7 separate regions of the Mus musculus genome follow, and regions 1, 2, 3, 4, 5 and 7 are each linked to region 6. The links are chromatin contacts, called in public HiCAR-type, HiChIP or PLAC-seq and promoter capture Hi-C maps. All regions are on one chromosome and are shown on one strand. The core of a region is the stretch at or near the end of the contact, and the rest is flanking DNA. Distances in the headings are between cores, read along the strand shown.

The links. Promoter capture Hi-C pulls out the DNA fragments that hold promoters and counts their contacts. HiCAR-type assays count read pairs that join an accessible place to other places. HiChIP or PLAC-seq counts read pairs in DNA pulled down with a chosen protein or histone mark. Capture Hi-C pulls out chosen DNA fragments and counts their contacts.
Region 1: a promoter capture Hi-C map of liver shows a contact between it and region 6, with 4 times the contacts expected there. The contact joins the promoter of Rab43 here to the promoter of Tia1 in region 6. A contact is called at or near these places in 2 of 39 promoter capture datasets (cranial neural crest and liver), 1 of 115 datasets of contacts at active chromatin or transcription factors (cardiomyocytes) and 1 of 9 other capture datasets (liver).
Region 2: a promoter capture Hi-C map of pre-B cells shows a contact between it and region 6, with 3 times the contacts expected there. The contact joins the promoter of Aplf here to the promoter of Tia1 in region 6. A contact is called at or near these places in 2 of 39 promoter capture datasets (liver and pre-B cells), 1 of 115 datasets of contacts at active chromatin or transcription factors (astrocytes) and 1 of 9 other capture datasets (liver).
Region 3: a contact with region 6 is called in a promoter capture Hi-C map of adipose tissue, with 2.1 times the contacts expected there. The contact joins the promoter of Hmces here to the promoter of Tia1 in region 6. A contact is called at or near these places in 1 of 39 promoter capture datasets (neutrophils) and 2 of 9 other capture datasets (adipose tissue and liver).
Region 4: a contact with region 6 is called in a promoter capture Hi-C map of neutrophils, with 4 times the contacts expected there. The contact joins the promoter of Rab7 here to the promoter of Tia1 in region 6. A contact is called at or near these places in 5 of 39 promoter capture datasets (cranial neural crest, hippocampal neurons, liver and 1 more).
Region 5: an H3K27ac HiChIP or PLAC-seq map of thymic regulatory T cells shows a contact between it and region 6, with 5 times the contacts expected there. The contact joins the promoter of Arhgap25 here to the promoter of Tia1 in region 6. A contact is called at or near these places in 1 of 39 promoter capture datasets (neutrophils) and 1 of 115 datasets of contacts at active chromatin or transcription factors (thymic regulatory T cells).
Region 7: a contact with region 6 is called in a HiCAR-type map of astrocytes, with 2.7 times the contacts expected there. The contact joins the enhancer-like site here to the promoter of Tia1 in region 6. A contact is called at or near these places in 1 of 39 promoter capture datasets (liver), 1 of 115 datasets of contacts at active chromatin or transcription factors (astrocytes) and 1 of 9 other capture datasets (adipose tissue).

The regions. Positions count from the first base shown.
Region 1 is chr6:87,810,283-87,813,238 of GRCm38.p6, reverse strand. It overlaps Rab43 (RAB43, member RAS oncogene family), which reads left to right and starts at 1,460. Exons shown (of 3, transcript NM_001039394.1): 1 at 1,460-1,892. The coding sequence starts at 1,695.
Region 2 is chr6:87,670,482-87,673,702 of GRCm38.p6, reverse strand. It overlaps Aplf (aprataxin and PNKP like factor), which reads left to right and starts at 1,542. Exons shown (of 10, transcript NM_001372332.1): 1 at 1,542-1,843. The coding sequence starts at 1,748. It also overlaps E230015B07Rik.
Region 3 is chr6:87,912,643-87,915,646 of GRCm38.p6, reverse strand. Hmces (5-hydroxymethylcytosine (hmC) binding, ES cell specific) reads right to left here and starts at 1,671. Exons shown (of 7, transcript NM_173737.2): 1 at 1,636-1,671; 2 at 952-1,156. The coding sequence starts at 1,134. It overlaps Copg1 (coatomer protein complex, subunit gamma 1), which reads right to left. Exons shown (of 24, transcript NM_017477.2): 24 at 2,052-3,004.
Region 4 is chr6:88,043,205-88,046,566 of GRCm38.p6, reverse strand. Rab7 (RAB7, member RAS oncogene family) reads left to right here and starts at 1,297. Exons shown (of 6, transcript NM_009005.3): 1 at 1,297-1,494.
Region 5 is chr6:87,531,889-87,534,827 of GRCm38.p6, reverse strand. It overlaps Arhgap25 (Rho GTPase activating protein 25), which reads left to right and starts at 1,569. Exons shown (of 11, transcript NM_001037727.2): 1 at 1,569-2,002. The coding sequence starts at 1,942.
Region 6 is chr6:86,402,763-86,405,851 of GRCm38.p6, reverse strand. Tia1 (cytotoxic granule-associated RNA binding protein 1) reads right to left here and starts at 1,633. Exons shown (of 13, transcript NM_011585.4): 1 at 1,330-1,633. The coding sequence starts at 1,355. n-TGccc4 (a tRNA gene) reads right to left here and starts at 1,959; the gene lies at 1,889-1,959.
Region 7 is chr6:85,318,816-85,321,859 of GRCm38.p6, reverse strand. Sfxn5 (sideroflexin 5) reads left to right here. Exons shown (of 14, transcript NM_178639.4): 2 at 2,270-2,338. Among named protein-coding and RNA genes, the nearest start is that of Sfxn5, 13 kb to the left of the region's middle. Within about 2 kb of position 1,284, at least 48 of the 459 cell types and tissues checked have an H3K27ac peak or open chromatin away from gene starts, as enhancers often do. A contact at or near this core is called in astrocytes, where this site is marked.

The sequences.
Region 1 (2,956 bases), core at 211-2,710, 1.4 Mb before region 6:
TTCTGTTTTCTCCAAGGTTCAGCCTTTGCCTTTCATCTACTTGGCCAGTGAGGCTGCTCACAGGGCCTGTGGAGATGGTGCCTGGGGGCTTGCTTTCTCTGCTTTCCTTAAGTTTCCTCTTCCCTTCCTTACTGGGGAAGTTTTGGATTTTGTCTTGGATTTTGCCTTTCGTTCATGGATGGATCTCAAGGCCCTAGAACAATGTTTGGCTTGCAACAGCCATTATTAAAAAACTATCGAATCAAATAGCCATGCAGGGCCTAAGGGGGCTGTCCAAAGAAGCTAGAGTATTCTCAGCTTTCTCTCATTTTTAGGGATGGGGCCTATTTGATCTAGTTCAAACTGTTTACAGACATCTGGGTCCCATTTCTGTGACTTCAGGTTTCTCAGGCCAAACTTCTGAGCTGGCTGACTCACAGGTTTCCCTTGTGCAGGAGGTGTTTGGCTGGGACCAGGACTCCTGTTCCCAGCCACCCCAGGTTTGACTGGACTCCTGTCTGCTCTATCAATTCTTCCAAATGGAACTCTAGGCCATTCTGCCCTCAAGGATTTTCATTTCCTCTGTCTTCCTTTTTCACCTAAGGGAAGCTGCCTTTACTGTGTGTCACCAGAACTTTCCATTCTCCGAAGAGGGAACATTGAGTTGTGTTCTGCCTCATCAGCCCTTCATTGTCAGCCATAGCTGTCCCCTGCCCCGAAACGACTCTTGCCTGTTCCCCACTGGGTGCAGGCCAGGCGAGGGACGGAGGCATGTCAGTGAGGGGTGGACGTGGGGCCCGGCTGAGAAGGGCATGAGGTTAGGGAATGATGAACTGGCGATTATAACGAGTTGTTGACCTAATAGGGGCCAAAGCCTGCTATGGGGGCGCAGCGGACCGAAGCGGAGTTGAAGAGGCGCGGAGAGCTGAGTTGAGAGGCGTTAGGGAGGAGTTAGCTCCAGGGCTACGAAAAGGTGCGGGTGGATTTCCGTCTTGGATGCAGTGCCTAAGGCGAGGTCCAAGCCAAGAGGCTCCGGAGGATTAGGGCGGGGTAAGAGATGTTAAGGGCGGGGTCAGGACCAAATAGAGGATCAAGGCGTTGTTGACAGCGAATCCGCACCGGGCTTAAGTCCGGGTTAGTGAAGTGCTGAGAAGTGAGAAAGAACGGTGCTGAGGGCGGGATTGGGGTGGTGTTGAGAGAAGGGTCGGAGGCTTTGGCCGTGGTGGGGTGCGGGCGGTGCTCGGAGAAGGATCGGGGAGGTGAGAAGCTTAGAGGGAGTGCTGGGGGGTCGGGACTGTACTGACAGGCTAGGAGGTGTTGGTTATGGGAGGGGGAGACTGGGCGGTCCTGGGGGCGGGACCCAGAGGCGGAGTGGCGGGAGATGGGCGGTGCTGGGGATCAGGGAGGCTCGCCCCGCCCTGAAGGCGGCGCACGAGCGGGCCTGAGGTAGCCGTGGGCCGGCACGGCACCGACGGCTGGCAGAGAGCTGCGGAGGGCCGGGCGGTGCGCTCCCGGGCGGAGCCGAGTCCTCGGGGCTCCGGAGCGGAGCGGGGCGGGGCGGAGCGGGACGGTCGATCGGTCCGCCGTGCAGCTCGTTCAGGTGCCGCCGCCGCTCCACGTAGCCCGGCGGCGGGCCGGCTAGGGCACACGGACCTCGGCCCGCGGCTGTCCTTAGCCCAAGCCGGGCCCTTGCGTCCCAGGACTCCCGCGGAGCCATGGCGGGCCCTGGCCCGGGAGATCAGGACGAACACTACGATTTCCTGTTCAAGCTGGTGTTAGTGGGCGACGCGAGCGTGGGCAAGACGTGCGTGGTGCAGCGCTTCAAGACCGGCGCCTTCTCGGCGCGTCAGGGCAGCACCATCGGTGTCGACTTCACCATGAAGACGCTGGAGATCCAGGGCAAGCGGGTCAAGGTGGGAGGCGGCGCGGCCCGCTGCTTTGCTCCCGGCGGGCGGTTCGCGGCCAGTCCTTCGGCTTCCCCTTCTTTCAGAACGGGCTTGGGCCTTGATGTCCGTGCTGGGTTCAGGTCCGAAAGCACCACCTTGGGCTCTGGGAGTGGTGACAGTGGGCGGCCAGAGCGTGGAGGAGGAAGCCTGCACCCCACTCCCGCCCCCCCGTCTCTCAGCCTGGGGACTCCTTCGAAACAACTTGCGGTGGAAGGCAACCTGCGGGCCGTTCCGTGAGCGCCACGCATGCCGGGACAGACCCTTCCCTGCGCGGCCCTCTGGGGAGCACTCAGCCAAATAACGACATCCCCGTGACCGGGAGGGACCAGGAAGTAGTGGCTGCTAGGACCGGAGGTCCAAAAGTTTTTGTCAGAATTTCCTCCCTGGCCACGCCTCCCCGCGGTCTCTTTTATGGACCCGGTGGTGGAACTCCACTCCACCAGGGCCAGCGCGGAGTTGGGGTGGGGGTGGGGGGCCTCCCCGACTAAGGGTTGATAGAAACCGAAAACTTCATCACAGATACCGGAAGGTGGGGGAGAGAAGCAAACTTTGGCAATGACCCCAGCAGAAACAGCAGGATGTGGTTGTCACAATGTCCTGGCAATGATTTGATAAATAATATTTGTGATGAATGAAATCAAGTTTCTTAACCTAGGTGTCTGTCCTCCCTAAAAAAAAAAAAAAGGTAGCATCCTGGACAGGACACAGCGCTGTTCTTGTGCACAGAGGCTCTTAGTAACTTTCCTGATTTCCACCCTGCAGAAATCCTTTGCCGTTTTTCACGGTTTCTGGTTCACAAGGATCTTCAAGACAGCTTTAAAGAGAACTGGGTGGGGGCAGTCTTGTGTTTTCAGACGTGAAGCCCGAGGATGGGAGTCTTTTGACCCTGTTGCTGGTGTGGCTCGCTGCTCATTTGGGTGGCTGTAGGCCTGTTCTCTGTTGCCCTTGGCTGGAATACTTTGTTCTTTGTTTCTATAAAGTTGGGATAATTTCTGGGTGTTGCCTCTCTCCTGTCCCATAGTGTAGAAAAA
Region 2 (3,221 bases), core at 293-2,792, 1.3 Mb before region 6:
ACTGGTCATTGGTTGCATAAGAAAGCAGATTTAGCAAGCCTTGAGGAATAAGCCAGAAAGCAACATCTTTCACAGCCTCTGCATCGGTTCCTGCCTCCATGTTCCTGCCTGGAGTTCTTGGCCTGACTTCCCTTCTGCCCCCCAAGTTAATTTTGGTTTTCTGGTTCTGTATAGATTTCATTGGAGTTTTGATTAGGAAGAGGGACAAAGAGCTCCAAGGTCCCCAAGTTCATCTTCAGCCTCCTAAAGTAAGGCTAAGGTTTAAGTAGGGGGCCAGCATTTGAATATCTGAGCCATCTCCAGTTGCAAGGTGTGGCCCTGCCCATTACTGCTGAGGTTCTAGTGCTTCAGCAAGGCATTCTGACAAATTGACGGGACTGTGAAATCTCTCCGGGGGAAAGTCTCTCGTCTTGATGGGTCTGCCTTTTGACTTTTTAATCCAGCATGAGATTACTAAGGAAAATTCCAGTCTCTTAAGGCCCACTGTTCTGAGAGCCAAAATGAGGGTCACAGTGACTCTTTAGAATAACTCCATTTCCCCTAGGCTTGTGACAAGGTGGCCTCTTGGGGAAGAGAAGACCTTGTGCCTCCTGGAGGCATTAGGGGATAAGACTCCAACTCCATGACCTTCTGCAGAGTCCTGTAGTACAGGCTTTAATATGGAAGAGAAAGCCCTCCAGACACAGGCCTAGCTGAGGCTGTCCTCAGCCACAAGAAAGGAAAAGATCTTAAGAGAGCAGTGCCAAACTCTGGGCCAGGCTTCCTCCAAAGAGAAAGTTCCCTCTAGCTGGGAGCCCTGAGCTTAGCAACTGGCTTCTCCATAGAAAAGACCACCTTTCCCCTCCATCCCGTCCCTGTAGGTTTGCCCCCCACCCTCGGACCCTAGGTTTGCTTCCCCCAGTCCAGGCCTCCACCAAAGAGAAAGACAGGCCTGCTACAGATCCCAGCCAGAGAATATGCCTCTTTTATAGAGAAGGAAGATTCTCCGGCCCCGTGGGCCAAGTGTCTGAGCCAGGCCTTTGAAAATAGAAGCTCCACTGGCTGCAGATCCATCCCCAAATGAGTATGGGGCGCCTGCACAGGAAAGTTAATGACCCTCTTGAGGCTGAACCCTAAAAATCTAAGTCCAGACATACTTCTTGGAGTAGGGAAGACAGTCCTGCCACGGAGGCCTTATTCTAGCCGAAGCTGTCTCCTTATGGAAGAGAAGGGGAAGAAGCAGATACACACATCATACTCCATTGGGAAAAGAACATCCCCCTGTTGAAGTCACAGGGCCACGGGCCAGCACTGTGGTTCATTTAAAAACTCAGGCCAACCCTCTCCTAAGGCCTTGACGTCAGCACTACTCTAGCCCCACCCCTGCCCAAGCACGAATCAACCTAGGCGCAGAGATGCGCGTATTGCCTTCTGGGATTGGTAGTTTTTCCATGCAGTCTGTACTCCGGAAAGGAGCCGAAGGGAGGTGTCAGGAACTACAAGACCCAGCGTTCCATGAGTCCTGTGAGAGGAAGTGCTGGAAGATTGTGGGTGTGCGTTCCAGTTTTTAAGCTGTAGTTTGGCGGTCTGTTGACAGGTATTCCCTGCACGAATCACAGGCTCTCAAGGAGTGGGGATTCCGGAAAGGGAAGAAGCACACTCACCAGGAAAGGAGCCTCGGGTTTCACACCCCTTCGGGCCATGCCCAGCGTGCCTGAGGGAGGTGGCTACGAGGTATCTCCTGGCGAAGGAACCTTCTCTTACCGCCATGCCTTCGGACTTCTTTCTGCAGCCTCTGGACGGCGGTCCCCGCGTGCCCGTGGGGCCGGGGCAGACTGTGATAGGCCGCGGGCCGCTGCTGGGAGTAAGTGTGGGAGGTAGTGTGGGCGTGGGCAGCCAGAGCTTGCTCAGCCGAGGCTGTCTCTTGTCTCCTGAGCTTGGGAACTCCGCGTCTTGGCTCTGCTTGTCAAGATTTTATAGGTTTGGGGCAGTAGGTTTTCAAACAACGTTAGTCAAGTCCCAGACATTTCTTTTTGGTGCCTGTATGGTTCGAGTATGGACCGAGTTAACATCATTAGCCTATCCAGCTGGCAAACGAGGGCCAAATCCAAGTTGAGCTAAGTTCGGGTTGTAAGATGTAAAATGTAAACAGACCAACTAAACAAAACCGCTGCTAGTATTTAAAGACGTATAGTACTCTAAAGGTTAATGTGTTGCATGTTGACCTACAAAGCTTACAATATTTACGGTACTGTATGAGCCATAACAGGGAAGGTTAATCACCTCCCTTAAGCTAACTTCTTTTATCTCCTTGCCTTCTCTGCTGGGCTGGTGGGCCTTACCAATAATAGCAGTATCCCTTTTGGTAGTATCAGTAGCTGTCTTTAAGTTGTCTGGGTAGTGAACCAGTCATTGTTCTAAAGAGATGACTTTAATTTACTACTTCCAAAACTTTTTGAGTTAGGTGCTTTTTATTAGCCTTGTTCAAATGAGAAAGTTGGAGTATAAACTGGTCATTTAAAGGTGATACATGTACAAATGGCCACTATGCTATATATTCTTTACCCTCTTTGGGAGGAGTAGGAACCAAACCGTTTGCAGTTTGCACTATGAAATTATATTTGGTGGTATTAAACCATTTAGCATTGCCACAAGACCTATCATTTACAAAGGCCACTCTAGAGAACCTGGCGGTCGAGTTGAAATATCACAAGGGAGAGATGGGCTAGCCATTAAGAGCCTGGAATTTATTACAGAGGACTGGCTTCCCAGCACTTATGTCAGGCAATTCACAAATGCTTGTAATTCTGCCTCTCTGGGCAATGTACACACATGCATATCCTAACATACAGGTATACATATATAGTAAAAAATAAAATTTTAAAAATTCACAAAAAATTGTTTTTAAAAATCTCTGCCATTATTTTCCACCTGAGTGGTATTTTCTGTGTTCTTACTGCCCTGTTTCTTGGTTTCTTTTCTCTTTGTTTTTCCCCATTATCATAAGAGTTTTGTGCTCCAACATAGATTGTTGGATTGGTGTTTATGTTTTTATGAGCATGGTAGTTTTGTAGTTTCCGTTTCCGGGTTGTGCTTTAGATTTTGATATGTTTTGCTCTAGCTGTTGATTCTTGGAGGGTGTGTTGATATGTTAGAATTTAGGTTATCTTAAATATAGTTGCCTTTAAAGAGAGGGTCTCACAACATAGCCTGAGCACCCCTTGAACTTGCAGTTTTCCTGC
Region 3 (3,004 bases), core at 422-2,921, 1.5 Mb before region 6:
CACGCCTGATGCACATCCATACATACAGCAGGTAAAACATTAATACACATAAATAAATTGTTAAATTTTAAAAAAATCAAAAATATTTTATGTGTGCTAAGACTGACCCCAAGGCTATGAGTATATGACATATGTTCTGTATCTCCGAGTAATATCACTAGCCCCAGACACACTGATTTTTTCTTTACATCTATTCGTGTGTATGTGTCTACTCTCTTGCGTGAATGCCACAGACTGGGAGTGGAATCAGAAGGCAGCTTGCAAGAGCTGGTTCTCTCCTAACAGGCAGCAAGTGTTCTCACCCACTGAGCCAGGCTGCAAGCTCTGTAAGCTCCACAAATCAGTTTTTTGAGACACAGTTTTACTATGCAGCCTTGACTAGCCTCCAACTCAGAGATCTGCCTTCCTCCGGCCTCCTAAGTGCTGGGATGAAAGGTGTGTGACACCACACTTGGGTTTTTGCTTTTTTGTTTTTAATATAAGGACAGATGACGCTGATAAATCAGTAATACTTGAAAAATGCGATCTTAAAAAAAAAAAGAGAGAGAGAGAGAGAGAGAGTCAAGCGTGTCAGAGTGTACACACCTGTAATACAGGATTCTGGAGACAGGCAGATTTGCTGAAAATCTGAGGTCAGCTGGGCCTCTATAGGGAGTTCCAGGACCGCCAGGGCTACATTCATAGTTAAGACTCTGTCTCAAAAGAATTCTTAAATGTATTCAGATATGAGGTTCACATAATTTGGGCATACATTCAAACAGTTTAACTGACCCTGAAGAATGCTGACTTATTTCTTGCAGAGACCCAGAGGGATTAGGGCCTTAATGTATCTGTAAAGGCTGCTTTTCGGGTCATTCCGGAGGCTGGGCAGATGGCGGCACATGGGTCACGAGTCAGATGGCCACGGCGATGCTGGCCCAGAAGCTCCGATGGTGCTGACACACTCCTTACCTTCTCAAAGTGCAGTCTGGAGAGCAGCACGGGGCTGCTGGACTGCGGGCTCTTGTTGTAGGAGGGGCAGTACTTGTCGGGGTCCCTCCACTGCGGGAGCCGCCGCCGGCCCTGCCGATCCTGATAGGCGCAGGCCCTGGTGAGAACCTCTCTGGGCAAGTGACAGGACGTTCGCCCGCACATACTTCAGCGCTGCCGCTCAGACCTAGAGAAAGTCACAAAACCCTAAGGTTCTCCTCCCTAGGTCACGCCAATCTCCCCGCGAAGCCACATCTTCCGCGGAGGCTCCGTTAGGTCAGCCAGTCCCGGCCACTGCGGGGCCCACAGTCCCCAAGCAGGCCCTCGGGTGGCGGGCGAGAAAGAAAGCCGCTCCTCCCAGGTTGTTTCCCACGGACGCAGCAGGGAAAGGTGAGAGCGCTCGGCTTTGACGCCAGCGACACTCGCGGGCCGCGGCCACCGCACTACCGCCCCGCGGGGACACGCTCAGGTCCCGGGCGGGGCCTTGTCGGCGCCAAGGCTCCAGCTCGGAACGTGGGCGGTCCTCGCCTGCCCGCCCGCCGGCGTCCCCTCCGCCGGGTCCTCTCTTCCGCCCGCTAGCTTCTCCTCAGCGCGGCCCTCCTCCCGCCCGCCCGTCCGTCCTCATCCCCTCAACGAGGCCCTCCCCACGCGCCCGCGTCCTCTCACCGCCCGAGGGTCTAGTCCACCCTTCCTCGCAGCTAGCGTCCGCCTAAGAGACGCCCGTCCCGCTCCTCGGTAACCCCGCCCCGCCCCCGACGTGACGTCGCGCCGTCGGGGTTCCCTCCCCACAGGTGGGGGTGTGGCTAGGTGAAGCAAGACAAAATGCACTGACCTGAGACAGGCACCCCAGGAGGCCTCAGGGTCCCCCTTCCCAGGCCGGAATCTGAAGCCAGAAAACCTGTGCTGCCCACCCTCAATGTGTAAGGCCATCCGAATTGAGACTCTCTAGCTATTCCCACAAACCCCTAAGGGTCAGGAAGCCCCACCTGGTTTCCTTTTTAACATTTGTGTGTGGGGTGTGTGCAAGCCTTTAAATAAAACTAGAGTAAGCTGTAATCTTCACAAAAGGAGGCTGACACCAATTTCTTTAATGAAGTTTATTTGAATGGAATGGCTTCCAGGCTATGACCAGGCCTGGGAGTAGAAGGGGAGGGTATTAGGCAGGAAGAATACAGTCAGGAAGGGCTAAGCAGGATGTGGCCTTGAAGGTCAGGCTTTCCTTTAAAGCCTGGAGAGGCCTTCATAAAGGGATGGAATGAGGCAGAGAGGCCAGGCAAGAGCAACTGCTCAGTCCCCAGGAGAGGGATGGAAGGTGGGGGACAGAGGGATGTCTTTAGGGAGCAGCCTTCAGGTCACCTACTTGAGAAAACCCCCCAAATGAGAAATCTCTTTATAACCTGTTAGGAAGTTTCACACCACGTTACTTAGTTCACCACTGCATGCCTGACCAAGTACATGGTGGAGCCAGGACCAGTCATGAAATAGGCCATAGCTAAAACAGCTTAACGATGCTCAAGTGTAGCCTGATGTCTTCATGTTATGGGATTCGGCTTAAAGGTGCAGGCCTCTGTTCTAATGTGTACATGTGCATGTGCATACAGTATACAGGTGTGCATGAGGTTAGGCGGCAACTATTGCAAAATGGTCCTCTCCTTCTACCAAGTGGGTAGTCCGTCCTGATAGGTACCTTTACCTGCTGAGCCATCTGAGTAGCCTCACAGGAGGTCCAGTTCTTCAAGTGTTTCCAACAGTTTAAACCACCTGATTTGAGTTTAAAGCCCAAGCCCTGAAGCATCCCCTAGGATTTCTTACTCCAGCCCAAAAGGAATGCAGATACTGTTTTTCCCACTCATAGACCCAGAGCAGATCATGACACCCTCTAAGGACCTTTGGACACCCATCCATCTACAGATGCCTGTAGATGAGTGGCTTACCAGACCTGCTAGCTGTTGTCATTCGGCTAGCCTTTAACCCCACCCTAAGCTTGGCACTGACAGTCCCGAGGGGCTATGCACACGCTCCATTTGGTGAAGGG
Region 4 (3,362 bases), core at 48-2,547, 1.6 Mb before region 6:
GTCTATCTGCCATGTGGAGGCTGATGCTATATCCAACATGAGGTAGAGAGACAGGGCCTGAACCAGCTTCCTGCATCCCTACAACTGTGGAAAGTCTGACTGGACCACCAGATTCATATGGGTCCTACTATCCGGTCAAATTTTAATAGATAACCCAGATAACTAGTTGCTGAAATTTGTACCCAGCAAGTATGTGTTTTTTTTTTCCCCAACAAGAACCAAGAACTGTCACATATACATCTTTGCACCCTACTTTGTCACTTCATATTTCTTGAAGATTTCACTTTGCATATGAATATACATAGACTTCCTTTGTTCATATCTTAGTTTCAAAGTATTCAGTCAAATGGCCAAGTAATAATTAACTAATGATTGAAACTGAGCAAACTCCTGTGTGTGTGTCTATTATATCAAATGGTGAGGATCTTGGCAGAAAGGTCTTGTTTTCCCCTATTCCTTAGGACCTACAAACCTTCTCTATTCCTTATATGCTAGAACATGTACTAGTGTTGTGGGGTATTCACCAGAAAAGACTACTCAGATATGGGTTTAAGCTAAGAAATGGCAGCTGGTTACTGCACTGGGTGTTCAATACCCCAGGACAACCTGAGTCTTTCTCAGGGTGAGCTTTTAAGCACACAAAAAAACATGTTCTGGGTTGACATACTTCAGTTAACAAGAACTGTCAGCCATAAACAGAACTACAGAAGCTAAAAAGCAAGGTTAGTACATTTTGAGACTTCCCCAGAAAGATATGGACTTTGATGGATTAGGCCTTTGTTTTAGTTTTGGTGGGCGTGACACTAAAATCAGCCTCATGTCTCTTCAGTTCAGCAACTCCTTAGCTCTCTTTCCATTTTCCTGAACCATCTGCCCTGCACAGGTAGCTCCTATTTCATCACTGGGTCTCCAACACTGGGGACACTGTAACTGATCATTTCCATCCACATTAGAGATTGTACCCAGTGGACTCAGAAGACCCTAGACTATACCCTGCCTGATACATGGCTGACTGACTAGCGTGTTCCAGAGGGGGACACTCTGGAAAGACCAAGTGACTCTCCCTCCTTTAGCTCTGTTTATAGGAGCGGGGTGGGATGAGGGGGGGGGACACCACTGCATTATCAGTTCTTGGCCCAATATGGTGCGCTCCAGCTTCTGCACAGCCTTCAAAGATGGCAGCCCCCATCTAGAAACGGCCATATTTAAGCCCCAGATGCCAGGCTAGGGCCTGACGCGACCGGAACGTGACGCAAGGTGGAGGTGGGGCTCCTCCCTCCAACCCTGGCGTCGGGCGTCTCGTGACAGACACTTCCGCTCGGGGCGGCGGCGGTGGCGGAAGTGGAAGCAAGGCCGGAGCTTTGACCATAAAGCCCAAGGCGGCGGCGTTGGCGGCGGTGTTTGGGGCCGGGCAGCTCCGAGGAGCCTGCTGGAGCCGGAATCGGACGTCTCTGTTGCGGCCTGCGTTGTGTCTCCTCCTCCGTTGACCCTGCGGTGAGCAGCGGGCCCCGGCCGCCCTTCCCCCGCCGCCGCTTGGGCCTCCGGGCCTGGCGTCCTCGGCGAGCCGAGCGCCGAGCTGGGCCGGGCCAGGCGGGGCGGCGCCCGGCGGGCGGAGGGCGATCGGCGATCGGTGGGTGGCGGGTACGGGATCCTCGGGCTGGGCGCGTCCCCACCGGCAACCTGCTGGGTGGGAAGAGCTACCGGCCGGCCGGCCACCGAGGCAGTGCTGCCAGGCGCGTCACATGCCCCGGCCCGCCGCCGGCACTGGGAGACAGGAGCTTTCAGGGTCCTGCAGGGTAAATCCCGTTTCCGAAGTTCCGGGAAGAAGGACCTCCCGAGTGCCTTTCAAATGGCCTGATGTCCTCCTGGCTCATAATCGTGCCGATGTTGAGAGTAAGGTTGTGAAGATTTGAGATTTCTCGGCTGCTGGGCTGCGTGGCAAGACCGCACAAATTGCCCTGTTCTCCCAACAGCCCCTCCGAAGCACCGAGGCAGTGCCTACTTACAGAGAAAGCGAAGAACAGAGAGGCTAAGGCACTCGACCAAGGTCACACCGCTGATAAATTTCAGAGTGAGAGGTTGAAACATAGGCAGCTAGACTACTTAGCACTTACTGGCCTCTGGCCTCTTGTACTTTAGATGCCCCCAAAGCCTGCCACCTGTTATCTGCCATCAGCACCCCCCTCCACCTCCTGTCTAGTGATGTCATTTGAGAGCCTCTTAGTCCTACCTTAAAGCCATGTTGTATTTGTACTTGTGACTTACAAGGCATATTACAAGGCATATAAGGTAGTGTAGTGTCATCAAACCAGAAGATCTTGAATTCTGGCAAGGTATGTATTGGATTTGAATAGGTTTCTTAGCCAGCTCTTTTCCTTGAGTCAGGTCTGGCATGCCTACTGTGTGCACCTTTCTACAAGAATTTCTACAACAACCTAACCTGTTGACTCTTCACCGTTGAAAATCTTGTGTTTTTGGTTTTCCAAAGAATAAACTCTTGTCTCTTTCTTGTGACTTCAGCAACTGATACCCACATGATTGAGTTAATAAAATCTCTTGTTGGCATATTTCTCTTCGATCTTGGTAATATTGGATCAGAATTGAGTGTAAGAACTGGAAAGTGAATTATAACTACTTCTGAAGCTGGCCAGACTAAAGTTTGGTGTCCTTGGTTGTCAATAGTTTAGTTTGCTACCCGGCCTGGTATACTTACGGGCTGTAAACCTATGTAATGAGTTTAGAAGAGGAATCGCTAAACGTGATTCCCTTTTTGTTGTATGATATTTTTGTCCTCCCTCGAGGGGAATTAGATGCCACTTCGTCCAGTGCACTGTCATGTGTGAGCAGAGGCTGGAGAAGACAAGTGGCTGGCACCTTCATTTGGGAGATGTTTTTCTTCCACATGTGTGTCAGGCATTACTGGGTCCTGACTCAGGGAAGAAGGCATGGCTGGGTTGTGTCCTCAGAGAATTGTAAAATGATGAGTCTCAGAGCCAGGAGCTGTTTAGGAAGGAATGACTCGGATGTAGAAAGAATCGGAGGCTTCTGCAAAAAGTAGTTTTTATTTTATTTTATTCCCTCAGGTGAATCAGATATCCAGATGTGTATTGTTCTGGCTAACTACTTGAAATATTTGCCAACTCTTTGTGTGTTGTGTATGCATGCACATGTGCATCTGTGTGGGCCTGAGGTGGGTATTGGGTGTCTTACTTTACTGCTCGCCTTTTTAATTTTTAATTATTTACTTTTTGAAGACAGGGTCTCTTCCCTGACCCTGGAGCCTATCCACTGCTAGCAGGCTAGCCAGTGAGTGCACGCATGCGCACACGTGCACACACGCATGCACACACGTGCACACACGC
Region 5 (2,939 bases), core at 320-2,819, 1.1 Mb before region 6:
TGGAACTCAAAAGTGGTCTAGTCTGGAAACATCCATACATTATATATGTGGGCCATTATCTATGTGGTGTAACTAAAGTCTTAGGGCAGCCATGATCATCAAGATGATAAAGATGTATCTTTACACCCACTGTAAGCCCAACTTACAGTGAGAGAAAGGATAAAGAGAGAAACCGGACATAGAGTACCAGGAAAAGAGGCAGAAAACCAGTCTGGTTCACAGAGTTCTACAAATTGGCAGCGGCCACCTCTGTCCATTGCTGATAAGGCTGAGAGGTGAGGATGGAGACCTGGTTCAGTGACAGGAAAGCTGTTGGTGTCTTGAGAAGCCACTCTATGGGGTCCTGGGGGCAAAAGCCTCAATGGGAGAAATCCAGGAAGGAAAAAGAGGAGCGATCACAGTAAGTCCAACAGTCCTTAATTTAAAAAAAAAATTCTCAGAAATAGTCTATAGCCAAAGGAGGAAGTAGTGTCAAGAGAGATTTTTTTTGATATGAAAAACATTGTAGTGCTAATATTGATTGGAAAGATCCAAGAGAAAATAGAAAGAGGAGATGGAGCTGAGCTGGGGAGAGGTGAGGTGGTCCATGCAGCAGGTAACGGGAAGGTGGGTCACCTGTCCATAGCCCGTGGGAGGTGTTGAAAAGCAGTTATCCAGGAGAACTGAGGTAGATGGCCCAGGCCCCAGGCATGTGCGGTGTGCTTGGTGATTACATGGAAGGCTTGGAGCCTGCAGAAACCTCATAGCAGCCCTGCAAAATCAGTCTGTTAAGTGCTACACTTACAGATGAGGGAATCAAAACAGAAAATAATGGTTCAAGAGCCACATCCAAAGTCAACCGGCCTGAGAATTTGAACACAGCAGTCTGGTTCGAGGACCTATCAGCTCAACCGCTAGCTCAAGGTGACCTATTTGAAGATGTAAAAGTCTGCCACAGACTGGGCTAGATAGAATGAAGGTCAAATAAGTGCTTGTGGGGTATTGGCTGTGTGTCAAGAGTCTGTCCCACCAGCTTCTGCAACGACTCCTTACCCCACAGTTGTTAAGGATCCTGTTTCTCTGAAGAAGTCGTGGAGGCCCAGGAAGAGTCTGTTAAAAGGGGAGGAAAACTGAATTTTTTTACACATGGTGGTCTGGTTGTAAACGCCACAGCATACACAAGGGGGGAGAAGCAGTGACCCTTTGTGTGGCTCTGCCTGGCTGGAATCAAAGTACCTGCTGGAAACCTTCTACCCAAGCAGGTGTGAACTATGTGGTCCTTTCACGGCAGGAATTTTTAAAGATGCTGCCCATTCTTGGGCAGAATGCTGGCTGCCTGCCTGGCCTCTTTTAGCCGCCAAAATCTGGAGTCAAGGAGGCGAACACAGGAGTCCAGGCACATGGCGAGAGCCTTGGGAGTCTCTTTCCATTTAATTAAAACCACAGTCTTATAACACAAACATGCACTAGCTTTACAAAGATTTCTAAATAACATCTTCTGAAGACAGTGTGCTCATAACGCTACAACACTGAACAGCCAGCCACTTCCTCAAAACGCAAGGAAGCAGACAGTTAAGAAAAAAAAAAGCAGTTGTTTATCACAACTTCACTTCAGTAAGGCCTGAGATTCTGCCCAGCAGGGCTCTGCTTCCCAAGAGGCAGTGTCAACTGGGACATTTCTGGTAAATCTGAACGCAAAGCAGGGTGCCAGCCCCTGGGGGACTGTGGGTGGGACTTGGGGAGTTTGGGTGCCATCCCCGAGTGACAGATGGATGGACGGTTCATGAGAGAGAAAGGAGGAGACACGTGGGCAGATCGGTCTGGAGCGTAAGAGTGCCTGCAAAGCAAGCAACAGGCAGAGAAGGCAGAGGAACCGAAGTGAAGATCAGAGAAACAAGAAGGGCACAGCCTGTGACACACTGTGAGCCACTTGACCAGCTACTCACCCACCTCGGAAGCAAAATGTCTCTCAAGCTGCCAAGGAACTGGGATTTCAATTTGAAAGCGGAGGCTTCAAAAATAGGTAAGGTCGGGGTCCAGGTATTTCCTCGGGGTTCTTATGCGTGAGCACCCACTATTTGCATTCTGAGTTGTGGGAGCTCAGTCGGCCAAAGCACACCACACAACAACACTGAGCTTGGCAGAAATGTGCATTCGGGTGGACGAGTCCTGAGAAGTTCTAGTGTGCTGGGGTTGGGGGGGTTCTCTTCTCTCTGGGGGTGGACTATGTGGGTCAAGGGAACTTGGATGGTTTCGGCTGTGCATTGGACACAAAACTGAGATTTTGTTTCTGTCATTGGAAAGTCGGTTCTTTCTGGCATGGCACGTCGTCTAACTGTTGAATGGCTTTCAGTAAGAGGACAGAGACTCGAGTATTTTGAAGTGATTCATCTGTGGATGAATTCAAGGGAGTGTCACATTTTTTGTGAACCCAGAGGCCAATGAGGGACTACCTATAGTTAAAAGTAGACAAGGAGAACAGGGTGAGAGAATAGAGGCTTTTGAAGTATAATAACACTATTCTAAGGAACAGAACGTGGGAGAACGCAGGAGAGTTGGGAAAGATAGACTTTAGTTAGTTATGAAGGATAATTCGAGGTGTTCATATCATTTTCCTCTAACAATGGTGATATATATTCGTCAAATCTATTGTTTGCTATTATATAGATGTCTTGTTTTCTTGCCACCCCCTGCACCATGAATTCTCGCTCTGTAGCTCTAGTTGGCCTGAAACTTGCTATGGAAACTTAGATTCACAGAGTTACTTTAGTGCTCAGATTATCGGCATGGCCTGAATACCTGATATTTCTTCTGTTATTAAACTTTAGTTTTAAATTGATCATAGTCAGATGAAGCACACACACACACACACACACACACACACACACACACACACACACACATACACAGAGACACACACACACACGACTATCTACTCAGTGAGATAAATTTCTTGATTT
Region 6 (3,089 bases), core at 384-2,883:
TATTTCACATAATACATTAAAAATAGCAACTTGAAATTTAAATTGGGGCAAAGTGTATGGCACAGACTTTAATCACAGTGTTCAGAAGGCAGAGGCAGACAAATCTCTGAATTTTAGGCCAACCTGGTCTGTAATAGTGAGTCTGGGACAGCCAGAGATACACCCTGTCTCAATAAAACAAAACAAACAAAAGAAAAAAGAAATTGAAAATGGGCGAGGGGAAAAAGAATAACGTATCTGTACTTCAGAACAATTTTAATAACTAGAAAATGTCAAAAAGAACCCTAAATGTACATAGCTCTAAAAGTACCAGGATTCTAGAAATAAAAAGCTATGGCAGGAACTAGGTGCAGAGTTAAGGCCCGTAACATGATACATGTTCATCCTACTTCATTTATATGAACTATATGCACGATACATCAAGTTGCAATCTTCAAATATACCGGGAGAAAAAAACAACAACCAAAACCCACAATTTCTTGAGCTTTTCTTTTTTGCCCTGTGAAACCCAACAAAGGCACAACCGCCTCAACCCGTGCGTTGAAAAACAAAGAATGCAAGGGGAAGTTACATGACAAAGACAATATCCTAGACTCGAGTTACAAAATATTCACTAAAGATGCTTACACCTGACTGACCACAGTTACTCCATTAATAAAAATGTCAACCACTAGTCGCAAATGGTGGTAAATATGTTTTAATGAAACCCACTTTCCCTCGGTAGATGCATCCCTCCGAGTGAGATTTCCATTTTTTAAGAACGGTTTCAACATCCTTGGGTGTCCAGTTAGGTTTTTTGGTCGAGGGTCAGGGGAGTACTACAGAGGGAAAGCCGAAGACCTTCGAGAAAGATGTCTGGCTTTTTTTTTTTTTTTCTTTCCAGTTCTCAACTGCAAGTATAAAGTTTTTAACCTCAGCCTTCAAGAATTAAAAATGAAAAAAATCCTACCAAAAGAAAAGAGAAAGGACGTTCCAGATGGAAATCTGGAAAAGATTCATCGAAAAGAGGGGGCGGGGAAAAAAAGGACGCAAGCATGGGACTCCAGGAGGACGTGCCGAGTCCTGAGGAGAGCTTTGAATGAAAAGTCCTTCCTCCAGGTCTGGGGGCCGCGGGTGCAGCCAGCCGAGGGGTGACAGGGGCCGAGCCCCTCTCCCGCCATCGTCCTCTCGGCCCGGCTCGGCTCTAAGCATCCTGGCGTGCGCACGGGAGGGAGGAACCACCACAGCGCGGCGTCCACGGAGAACAATAGGCTGCAGAGAGGCGCAGGGCCGCGGCCTCCCTACGGGGCGACCACCATCCCGCCTCCCTCAACGCTGCTCCAGACTCACAGAGTCTTGGGCATCTCGTCCTCCATGGCTGCTGCGGTCGCGGCGGCACCTCAGGGTCCAGCTCCCTGCCCTTCGCTACCTCCCAAATCCTTGAGGCGGGCTATGGCTGCGGAAGAGCCGGCCTCCTCGCTTGACCGGAGGCTACTTCGCTTTCTTCTTTGGCAGCGATTACACAAAAAAAGGCCCGGCCTACCGCGAACAATGAAACCCCGATCCAAGATGGCGGCGAGCCGGACGCCTAGGAGCCGGCAGCCGAGTGACCCGTGCCGCGCATGCGCACAGCCAGCTAGCATGCTCACCCTCCTGGCAGCCGGGTTTAGGCTTCAAGGACGGGGTTCACTTGGTGCGCAGCCGCGCTGCCACCAGGCAAGGGATGGCTCAGAGTGCGCAGACGCAATGCCAGTAGTTTAGGATTTCTGTAGTTTCAGAGCGGAGTGTTTCATTTGTGAATTATATAGTGAAATTAAAAATCCTTGGGGAGGTTAAAGAAATAAAATAGCAGGTGTTTTTCTAGCAGGAAAATTTTCTTTTTGCACACTATTTAAAGAGAGAAAAGACATGCGCCGCCCGGGAATCGAACCCGGGTCGCAAGAATGGGAATCTTGCATGATACCACTACACCAGCGGCGCTGTTGAGGATTTGGGCGTCCGAAAACTCATAGGAGATACGTTAGTATCTCTGCCTATTGGATTCTTGATTTATGTAAATGAAAATTAGAACGAATTGATACTTGCACTTTTTCCGTTGCTTTATGAAACGATTCATTCTTTCTCATACCAATGCTGTTGAGTGGCTGTTTGAGAAAAATCTCGACTTTCATTTTTGCTTATTATTTAGAAGTAAGAGTTGTGGTAAGAAAATAAGGTCTACTTGACAATAAGCAATACTTTGCGAGCAGGAATCATATTTATGTCTGGATTTCTTTTGTATACCCAATGTAATCGAAAAGCTGGTAATAACAGAGTTACTGTTGCAAATTGGTGAGAAGAATCTCAACAGTCAGCCCTTGCTTAGGGTTCAGAGTTATGGCTCTGGAATGTGGTTCCGGTACTTTTTTTTATCCTTTCTTATTACACTATACATATTATGTAAAGCATTTATTAAAGACGTGAAAGTTTTTGTATCCAATGTCGTTCTTTTACATCAGTGGTCCTCAAGATTCCTAATGTTGCGACCTTTTAATACAGTTCCTGGCATTGTAGTGACCCCAACCATAACAGTACTTTTGTTGCTACTTCATAACTGTAATTTTGTTACTGATATGAATTGTAATGTAAATACTTTCAGCGATAGAGGGGTGGTAAAGGGGTCGCGACCCACAGGTTGAGAACCAATTGCGTACTCTGCCATATTTGGGATTCCCTCTCTCTTTCCTTCTTCCTCCCTCCTTTCCTTCCTTCTTTTCTTTCAACTTTTCTGTTTTTCAAGACAGGGGGTCTCTGTGCAGAACTGGCTGTCCTGGAATTAGCTCTGTAGACTAAACTAGCTTCAAACTCAAAAGATCCTCTTGCCTCTGCCTCCCTAATGCTGGGATTAAAAGCATGAGCCACCACCACCCCACATTTGGGAGTTCTACTTCTATAATTATCTCTAGAGTACGTCATATTTTCAGATTATATAGAGTCTATATTATAGACAGAAAACAAATATTGTCCACACTTCAGAACGCAGAAGTAGGTAGGAAGTTCAGGAGTTCAAAGCCAACCAATGCTATTTAGAAGCAAGCGCCTCTCTTCAAACAAACAAACAAAGAAACAAA
Region 7 (3,044 bases), core at 35-2,534, 1.1 Mb after region 6:
TTCTGATTTTTACCTCAGCTACTTGAGAATAGGTTACATTCATTCACCCAGAATTCTTCAGTGCACGGACTCTATAACTCATGGTCACTATGCTCAGGAAATTTAACATAGCTACAGTATTTTTCACCATTTTTATGTGTCTGGGTGTTTTTCCTGCATGCATGTATGTATGCACTGTTGGATCCCTGGAACTAGAGTTACAGGTAGCCCTGAGCCACCGTGTGGGTGCTGAGAACCCAATACAGGTCCTCTGCAGGAGCATCAGTTCCAAGTTCTCACTTTCTAAAACCACACAGTATATTAGTTTTATTTCATTCCTGTCCCAGCCCTGGAACAGCCATATCTTGGGGAAAACCCTGGTTCTTTTATGGACTGGGTGTCATCAGGGGTTTTTGTTCATCCTTTAGTGTCCACAAGTCTTGGGGCTGTATAGTGTAGTTGATAGGAGTACTTGCTTAGCATACATGATGCCCTGATTCAATCCCTTGGTAACACACATACACACACACACACACACACACACACACACACACTCCCTCCATTCTCTGTCTCCTGGCTTATTAAGTTGGACTCTTGCTGATAGCATGCATTTTATGAAATCATGATAATTTTTTATTAAAAAATTATTTGAAAGCACAAGTTGACTTGGTGTTCACTCAATTCATGAACAGTTCAGTGGGGACTCTCCTTTGTATTCTTAGGGATGAAATTTTGCTAGGACAGTAGGCATGAATGTGCACCGTGTGTGTGTGTGTGTGTGTGTGTGTCTTTTAAGTGGAGACTAGTTCCAGCCATTTGGGCTATGGAGGTTAGGAAAGAACATATTTGGCTTAGGATTAAGTGCTGAGGCTTAATCTGGGCTCTGCTCTAGAGTGGAGGGGCTGCCCCATGCAGGCATAGCTGATGGGCAAAAGCTGGAAGTGAGGAACGGGCTTGATGTGCCTGGGAACCTTAAGATCCCTCAGGGGAACCATGCAGGGTCTTTACTGGGAAGGAGGGACAGGAGTTGACTGCATCGTGAGCTGCCCTGGTAAGCAGTGAGAGAGGGGGAATGAGTGGGTCAGGCCTTCAGTTTCCTTCACTGTGGTACTCGGAGAGATGTGGGACCCTGGGAGGACTTTGGGGCCAAGCCCAGAGTGCAGTTAGGCATGAACCCCCACTGTTTGCATCTTGCCCCTTCATCCTTTAGCTAATGCCTTCTCTTTTCCCTCCCAGCTCAGTCTCGCCCTATTGGCTTTGTCCTCAGGCAGAAGGCCCAGCAGCCCTGTTGCTTGGTATCCATTCAGTGTGCTTGAATGCCTGTGGCCTGCTTAGCACAAAGCCCTCCTATTCCAGGGCCTCTGCTCCTGGGCAAGGCTAGGGGAGTTGGCCCTGCGTTCTGTGCTTCACCGTGGCAACAGGGCAGCGAGCTGAAGGAGGGTCTGGGCTGTGAGCTGAGGCTGCCATACTTGGACTCTGCCTGCGGGAAGCTGCTCTCTGAAGGCAGAGCAGAACCTCAGAGAGGGGCCCCGTGAAGGGTGGGCAAGCTCTCTCTCTGGAGTTCCTGAGCAAGGAAGGTGCCCATGTACCTAGGGATGCTTGGGTGCTTCTGAAGTGCCTAGACTAGAGCTCAGGACAGTGGGGCAGGGAGAGAGAAACCATGGGAGACACCTGGAGGAAAGGCTCGAGAATTATATATAAATATTAAAGGGGTATGTGTGTGTGTGTGTGTGTGTGTGTGTGTGTGTGTGTGTGCACATATGTGAATGCAGGTACCCACAGAGGCCAGAAGAGGGCATTGGATCCTCTGGAACTTAAGTTACAGGTAGTTGTAAGCTACCTGCTGTGGGTGCTGGGAATCAAACTTAGGTCCTTTGCAAGAGCAGCAAGTGCAGGTAGTGTTTGAGTCATCTCTTCAGCCCCAGTCATGATGTATTGTTTCTGTTTGTCTGTTTGTTTTGAGACAAGGTCTTTCTATATAGCCCAGGATGTCCTGAAACTCACTCTGTAGACCAGGTTTGCCTCCAACTCACAGAGATCCACCTGCCTCTGCCCGCTGAGTGCTAAGATTAACAGGTGTGGTGGCTCACACAAAGGTATCATGCAGAGGTATGTGTCTTAATTCTCTCTGAGTTGATTTTAAGAAGCTCCCAGCCCTGAGATGCAGACTGAGGTCTCAGTAGGCTCCATCACCCACATGGAGAATCCTAGGGACTATGGATGAGGTCACCATTATCCTGAGCTTAGGTACAGCCTCTGACTGATTCTCCTCTCCTCTCCCTTTCCCTAGACATCCTTCTACGGTCGCTTCAGGCACTTCTTGGACATCATCGATCCTCGAACACTCTTTGTCACTGAGGTGAGTTACAGCCAGCACAAAGGTCTTTGTACCTTCTTGTCACTTTGGACTATGTGGGGCATCTGAAGGGATGAGGAGGTGAAGAAATTAAGAAAGATTCGAGGTGAGAGGTTGGTCATACACCTCTGTTTGTCAAGCTTAGTCAATCGAGAGGCATCCCTACATGTGCTGTGAGATTCTCCCACAATTCCATTGGCTCTCACTGTACTCTTTTGAGAGAAACAGTGTTTCTATTATTGAAACCTCAATGTCATTATTACCAATTATGTAAATTATATACTCAGCATAAAAGTTCAAACAGGGCCTGTACTGGCTAGTTTTGTGTCAACTTGACACAAACTGGAGTTATCATGGAGGAAGGAGCTTCAGTTGGGGAAATGCCTCCACGAGATCCAGCTGTGGGGCATTTTCTCAATTAGTGATCTAGAGAGGAGGGCCCCTTGTGGGTGGGCCCATCCCTGGGCTGGTAGTCTTGGGTTCTATAAGAGAGCAGGCTGAGCAAGCCAGGGGAAGCAAGCCAGTAAGGAACATCTCTCCATGGCTCTGTATCAGCTCCTGCTTCCTGACCTGCTTGAGTTCCAGTCCAGACTTCCTTTGGTGATGAAATAGCAGTATGGAAGTGTAAGCCGAATAAACCCTTTCCACCCCAACTTGCTTCTTGGTCATGATGTTTGGTCAGTAATAGAAACCCTGACTAAGACAGGGC